Linked DNA regions of Mus musculus: region 1 is linked to region 2. The links are chromatin contacts, called in public capture Hi-C maps. All regions are on one chromosome and are shown on one strand. The core of a region is the stretch at or near the end of the contact, and the rest is flanking DNA. Distances in the headings are between cores, read along the strand shown. Region 1 has its middle 39 kb from the start of Gm26341. Region 2 has its middle 96 kb from the start of Gm26341.

Region 1 (3,381 bases), core at 455-2,954, 130 kb before region 2:
TATCAATAATCATTATCCTCAAGATAGGTTGATAAAATTTTTAAATGTACATGTCAAATTAAAAAAAAAAAAATTGTTCTTGGTGTCCTCAGATTCTACCTGTTTTCACATAATGGTATTAATTCTTGAGGACCTATACTTAATCATTTGCTGCAAATGAATGCTCTTATTTCTGAGTAATAAATAAATAAATTATGCACATGTGACTATTAATAACTTTTCAAGCTTTCTAGTTACAACCACTCTTCAAGAGAAACAAATGAAAGTGTAGTAAGTCACTGCCCATGTTATATTAAAACTGACTATAACAGTCAAGTTTTTGAGATGTTTTTTCAACAGTTTAATAATTCTCTAAGACAAGGTATTAAAGTATAGCTTCTTAAAAAACAAAGAAGAGGAGGGTTTATATCCCCATGCACATTACTTAAATCATATATTTATTTTAAGAATTTTGAAATTTGGATGTCAAAGAACTTAATAAATGCCTTATAGTATCATAAAACTAGACACAATCATTTCTAGGTCAGATGAAAAGGATCTACTTATTGGCATATGGCTTGTTCCTGAACAGCTAACCTACTGGGGAAAGGGGAAAGCTTAGGTTCTCTCCACAGAATGCTGCAGAAGTATGACAACTGTCAGAAGGATCCGTGTGACAAGCTGACCTATGAGTTCGCTGAGTGCCCTGACATTGGTGACAAGAAAGCTGAATTGGTTATATGTTTTGACCCACCTTTGCTTGCCTCTGTCCCAGATTTTTAATCTTATGGGACATAGAACGTTAAAGACTGTGGAATCTGACTTAGAAAGATTAGTCATTAGAAAGGGTTATAATGATGCTTCTCTTTCCTTCAATGTGACCAGTTATTCTAACTCAATCTTGGACTGGTCTAGTAATAATTCCAATATTAGAGATTCCTATTGAAGATAGCTAAAAATCTTAATTACCTAGCAAAGTTAATTTGGATCACAGCCTCCACTTCCAGAGAATCTCTGGCCTTTCTGCTAATTCTCAAAGCCAGCTCCCTGACACCTGGGGGCCAGAGCCTGAGCTTGATCGTTGCTAATTTGCAACTGAATAAAGTACCTGGGCTTCCACAAAGAAGCTTTTATCCTGTTGTTTTTCACTGTCACAGCTTTGTTTTTCAAGCAGGTCAGTTAATGCCTCACAGTCTGATTTCAACAAGCATGCAGCCTTGCCTCCAACAAGCCCGGGTGGCAGAAATTAATCAACATGAAGAAGCATATTGTGGCTTTGGTCTGATTTGAGAATAAGATGTGCTATGTGGGCCAGTTAGTCAATGACAGGCAACCAGATTTCGGAGCCATATCAATCTAAGACAGAGGTATATGCCAAGAGACAGTGGTTTATTAATAATACACCACAGAGCCATGCTTGTGCAAAATAAACAGAAACAAACTGAATATAATCCTCTTTGATGGATCTGAATAGTTCAGGAAAATCTGAGAATTCCTAAGACAGGCACAGCCACCAGCCACCATAATTCCCAAACAGGACTATGGAGCATAAATAAATTTTATGCCTCGGTCCTGCTATTTTTTATTATATAATCAGCGAGGAATCGTAGGTTCCCCCAGCCTGAAGCAGGCTGATCCAGACTTTGACCTTGCTGCCACTAAGAAGGAGATTACTTTGGGTGGAGCCTTCTGACCTAGATAGATCTTTTGTTCTGTCATCTGCCACTACTCTCTCCAAGACACTGCTACCTGCTTAGAGACCCCTGAGATATTCCCGAGGAACATCCTATCCTGCATGTCACCTGCAGGTTCCAGACACCAAGAATGGACTGGTGGGGGATGGGCCTTCCCCCTTATAAGCACACTCTCTTAGTAAACTGGTGGGCCTTGATCAGTACCTTTCTCTTGACTCCATTATCTTTCTCGCCATCTAAGTCTTTTTCAGCACCAGCTTGCCTCCCAGGTGTACCCGGTCCTTGTAAGCCGCGGTCCGGGTATCTAGCTTCATAGATGTTTAATAATGTATCTTTATATTTTTTATCATGCTACCAAGTTAAAAAAAAAAAACAACTCAAATGTAATGAAGGTATATATTATGGTTATAATATAATATAATATATAAATTACATATTACATGTATATATATATATATATATTTACCTTAGATCTTGGGAAAATATTTTGACTATCACTATCACATGCAATACTTTTAGAACTTGAAAAAATAAATGCAATTATTATATGCTTCTTATAGACTTATCAAAGGAAAAAACAGAAGAAATGTTTGTTTTAACATCAGTCTAATTATAAAAATGGTATGGCAATTGTTCATCATGCATTTTTTGAAATGGTCATGCAAGTAACTAGGAACTGGATTCATTTTGTCTGGTGATTTTGAAGTAATATTATCCTATAAATCGAAAACATTCATTTCAAATAAGAACACTACTTCTCATAAAATTTTACTTTTACAATTTCATTTATAAACTAATTTCTCTCCAAGACAGTTACCATAACTGATTCCAAAGAATTAATATTTTGTACCCCTTTGTGTTTTTAGTATCCTACATAGAGTAATAGTAGAGTGTTAGTATCTACTGAATATTTGTAAAGTTCAGGGTAGGCTTTGAAATTAGTATCAACCATTTTAAATCAGAAATTCAATGTCACTATGTTGATTATCTGAAATTTTGAGTTGTCTATAGTTCAATACAAATGAATGAGTCATTCTAGAATGGGAGAGACAGTGCACTATGCAGCTCAACATATCTTCTTTATTCAACACTATTTTTGTAAATTAAAATATAATCACATTATCTTCCCTTTCCATTTTGTGATGGTTTGCATATGCTTGGCTCAGGGAGTTACAGTATTGGGGGGTATTAGGCTATGCACAGACAGGCTGGTCTCCAGTTGAACTGAGATGCTGAACCCCGGGACCCAGTGGTCATAATTTTCCTACATAGGACAGAAGAAGTTCTCTCATGTCTCCTAGAACTCTGGCTTCTGTCTAAGTTACCACCCTCCTCAGCCCACACAAAAAAAGCATGGCTAGGTTGCCTAGGCAATGTTCCAAGCTTCTGACCTTCAGGCTAAACTCCTCCCCAGTAACCTAGCAGCAGAAGAGATAGCAGTTCACTTTAAAAGGAGCTGTTTGGCTCCTCCTTGCTCTCTCACTCTTTTGTTCTCTTGTTCTTACTCTCCTCTCTCTCTCTTCTCACTCTCTACTTCTTACTCTCTCTTTCTCTCTAGCCTTTCCTCTCTCTCTCCTTTCCTCCTTTGTCTCCTCTTGTTCATGGCCAGCCTCTCTCTCTCTTTTACCTTCTCTCTTCCCAACCCCCCCCCCTGCCTTTCTATAATAAAGCTCTAAAACCATAGACAGTCTCTGCTCATCAAGGCTGT
Region 2 (3,243 bases), core at 375-2,874:
TAAAGGGGTATTTAAAGGAAGAAACCACAACTCAAAGGGGTCGGAAGGGCGTTGATGGAAAATACCAAAAATACCAGTTAAAAGTTACAAGGAAGTGCAAAGTCACAAGAGTCACAAGGAATACCTGGTAACTGTGCAGGTTATTTCTCAAGACAGTTTCTAAGAGTCCCTAACAATAGCATATTTGCATAGCGGGTTCCAGCAGTGGTCAGGGTGGGTCAGGGTGACTTTCTTTGAATGAACACTCCTTGAACCCAGGAAGCAGGTGGGTGGAGGAATGTCACTATCTGTTTTATGATTAGCATGCCTTGGAGCATTGAGTCACAAAGGTCACATTCTTAAGCCTGGGCCTAAAGGCCTAGAATTTTTGTTTTTATGTTATACTTTTTCACTAGCTTTAATAAATTATCCACTAAACTTTGCTTCTTTTGACCAATAATATCCTGAACCTTACTAGTGTTACTTATAATTTCTTTTCTAAAACAAGAATATTTTTCCTAGAGCCCTGTCTTTTGAGAAGACATACTAAATCAAAAGAATAAATAGTGTAATACCAGTAAATGATAAGGTGTCTATTTCCTATAAGTCCATCCCTGTCAAACCATTCAAAATATCATCACATAAAGCTCAAAAGATATTTATTGTTTTTCTCATCTTTAAGTATCAATCTATTACCTGGTCTGGAGCCCTTTGTACCTTTGTCTCCTGATTCTTTTATTTACAGGAAGGGGCTGGGTGTTTCCCTGTTTGGGTTGCAGCTGGCAGTGTATGCTTGTGTGCTAATCTCAGGCAACTCTCAGCATAAAGCAAGCAGTACAGAGATCCAGGCCGGCTGTACTAGACATGGGGATGGGAGGGTGATATGGGGAAGCAAACACAAAAAGGCTCTCCCGGGCAAAAAGTCAGTTTATTGTGTCTGCCTTAAAACTGCGTCATAGGCAGTTGTATTCTAGGATCACCTGTCTCTCCCTACAAATCTTACATGGCAGTCCTCAAGCCCAGTGCCAGGCTCAGGTGCTGTCTGATGTTGTGGGAGGGAGCCTCTCTGCTGTTCTCTGTAGACCACTCAGACCCAGTCAGCTTTCAATCTATACTGCTGCACCCTAGATCACTGCCTGAGCCTAATTCGGGGGTTGGGGGCCCTGAACTTTTATCTCAGGTTAGTTGAGTTCAAATCAATATGTTGGGCTCTATTTTGTTGCGGTAAATCTCCAACTCAAATAAGCCCAAGCAAAACAAAACAAAACAAAACAACAAAAAACATAACAACAGAAAAACAAAAAAACAACAAAAACCCCACAAAATACAAATAATATGAATACAGTATGCACACCTAGATTAGGAATATCTACCACTACACTACAGTCGTCCCCATCTCTGAGACCCCTTATAACTTGCTGTTTCTTCAGGCTGCATGCTTCTGCTCTACTTTCCTTCCAACTCCTCCTCCACCATCCTCTCTTCTTCCCCTTCTTCTCTCCCAGACTCTTAGCTCCACCTCCCCTTCTCCTGCCCAATCACTGGCTCTAGCCTTTATTTTACAAATTAGGGTGGGGAGAAGGTTCACAGGAAGTCATCTGACTACTTTGTTCACAACCTCTCCCAGAAAAGCAGAATTAGCATCAAAATACAAGCAGCCCTAGGACTATCCACAACATAGAACAAATAACCTAATTTCATTCCCAGCACTATAGAAGACCCTCTAAGCTGACTTCTCACTGTTTCTTCCTACTTCAAAAAGATTAAATGAGCAGATCCTGGTTGAATACTCTGTTTTCCTTCCTGTAAACTCCTTTGTCTGCTTAGTCTATCTCCATTCCTAAATATCAGCTCCCAATATCCAAAACACATTTCACCCTAAACTCCGTGGGGTTACACTATCAGGTCTAAAGAAAATGTCCTACCAGGAAACACATATCCATCACACTTTCCAAAAATCGAGAGAAGCAGAAACAGAAACAAAGGTACAAAACACCCACCCAATGAAGACAAATTAGGAAACCAGCACCTAGACCTATAATCATCCCAGGCCCAGTTGCCTAGATGTTAGTGTAAAAGCACAATCAGTAACAGCCTGAGAAATGTCTCCATTAGAGCTCAACTATCCTATTAGAGCAAACCCTGAAAATTTTAACATTGTTAAAGCACAAGAAAAATAACTTTAAACAGCCTGTGTTAATATTGTAAACGTCCTTAAAAAGGAAATTAGTAAATTCTTTAAGGAATTTCTTGAAAATGCAGACAAACAGCTGTATGAATTGAAAAAACACTTTCAAGAAATCCAGGAAAATACAAACAGCAAAATTAATAAAACTATATAAGACTTGAAATTGGAGAGAGAATCAACAAATATATGCCAAATTGAGGATATTCTGAAAATTAAAATTTTTCGAATTCAAACAGAAACAACAGAGGCAAGCTTCACCAACAGAATACAAGAAATGGAAAAGAGAATGTCAAGCATTGAAGATATTATAGAAGAAATAGATACATTGATCAAAGAAACTGTTAAGTCTAAACAAACTCTTGACACAAAACATCCAGAAAAAAAAAAAAAAAAACAAACAAACCTAACAACAGTATATGTAGAGGAAAGAGAAGAAATAGAGATCAATGGCCCAGAAACCATATTCAAGAAAATCACAGAAGAAAATTTTCTAACCTGAAAAAGATATCTCTAAAGGTACAAGAAGCATACAAAACACCAAAGAGATTGCACTAGAAAAGAAAATCTCCTCACTACATACTAATCAGAATAATAAAGGTACAGAACAAATTAAGTCTATAAGCTTAGACATACAGTTTGTATTGACATTGAGATGGAGGTAACCTTTGTCAGGGTATCATCTTCGAACAACTACTGCAAATTTTTAAAGTCATCATTGAAAGATACTAAAGTAATATGTATATATCAATTCAATATTTCAGAAGTTGGCCTCGTTTTAGTTTATGTATTCTACATTATTAGGTCAAGTATTAAATCTGATTATCCTATCTCATAAAAAAATAATCTGAGGACTTATAAACAAAACATCACAACATTAGGATTTTCAACATTAAGTTTTCTTAAACAACAATTTTTAAGGTGGAAACTGAGATGGACATTTCTGGATATGTCAGGTGATATAGACTCAATGATATTTTGCTAAACAGAATCAAGTAGTGTTTTGCTGAGGCAAGGCCTGTGGGAGAACATGTGATCATTGAAGAACGTATAAATAGGACTCATTGGCAATGACCACA

What was found. Capture Hi-C pulls out chosen DNA fragments and counts their contacts.
Region 1: a capture Hi-C map of embryonic stem cells shows a contact between it and region 2, with 2.8 times the contacts expected there. The contact joins two enhancer-like sites. A contact is called at or near these places in 1 of 115 datasets of contacts at active chromatin or transcription factors (embryonic stem cells) and 1 of 9 other capture datasets (embryonic stem cells).

What each region holds. Positions count from the first base shown.
Region 1 is chr10:35,149,219-35,152,599 of GRCm38.p6, reverse strand. No RefSeq gene overlaps it. Among named protein-coding and RNA genes, the nearest start is that of Gm26341, 39 kb to the right of the region's middle. Within about 2 kb of position 1,704, at least 5 of the 459 cell types and tissues checked have an H3K27ac peak or open chromatin away from gene starts, as enhancers often do. A contact at or near this core is called in embryonic stem cells, where this site is marked.
Region 2 is chr10:35,014,917-35,018,159 of GRCm38.p6, reverse strand. No RefSeq gene overlaps it. Among named protein-coding and RNA genes, the nearest start is that of Gm26341, 96 kb to the left of the region's middle. Within about 2 kb of position 1,624, at least 9 of the 459 cell types and tissues checked have an H3K27ac peak or open chromatin away from gene starts, as enhancers often do. A contact at or near this core is called in embryonic stem cells, where this site is marked.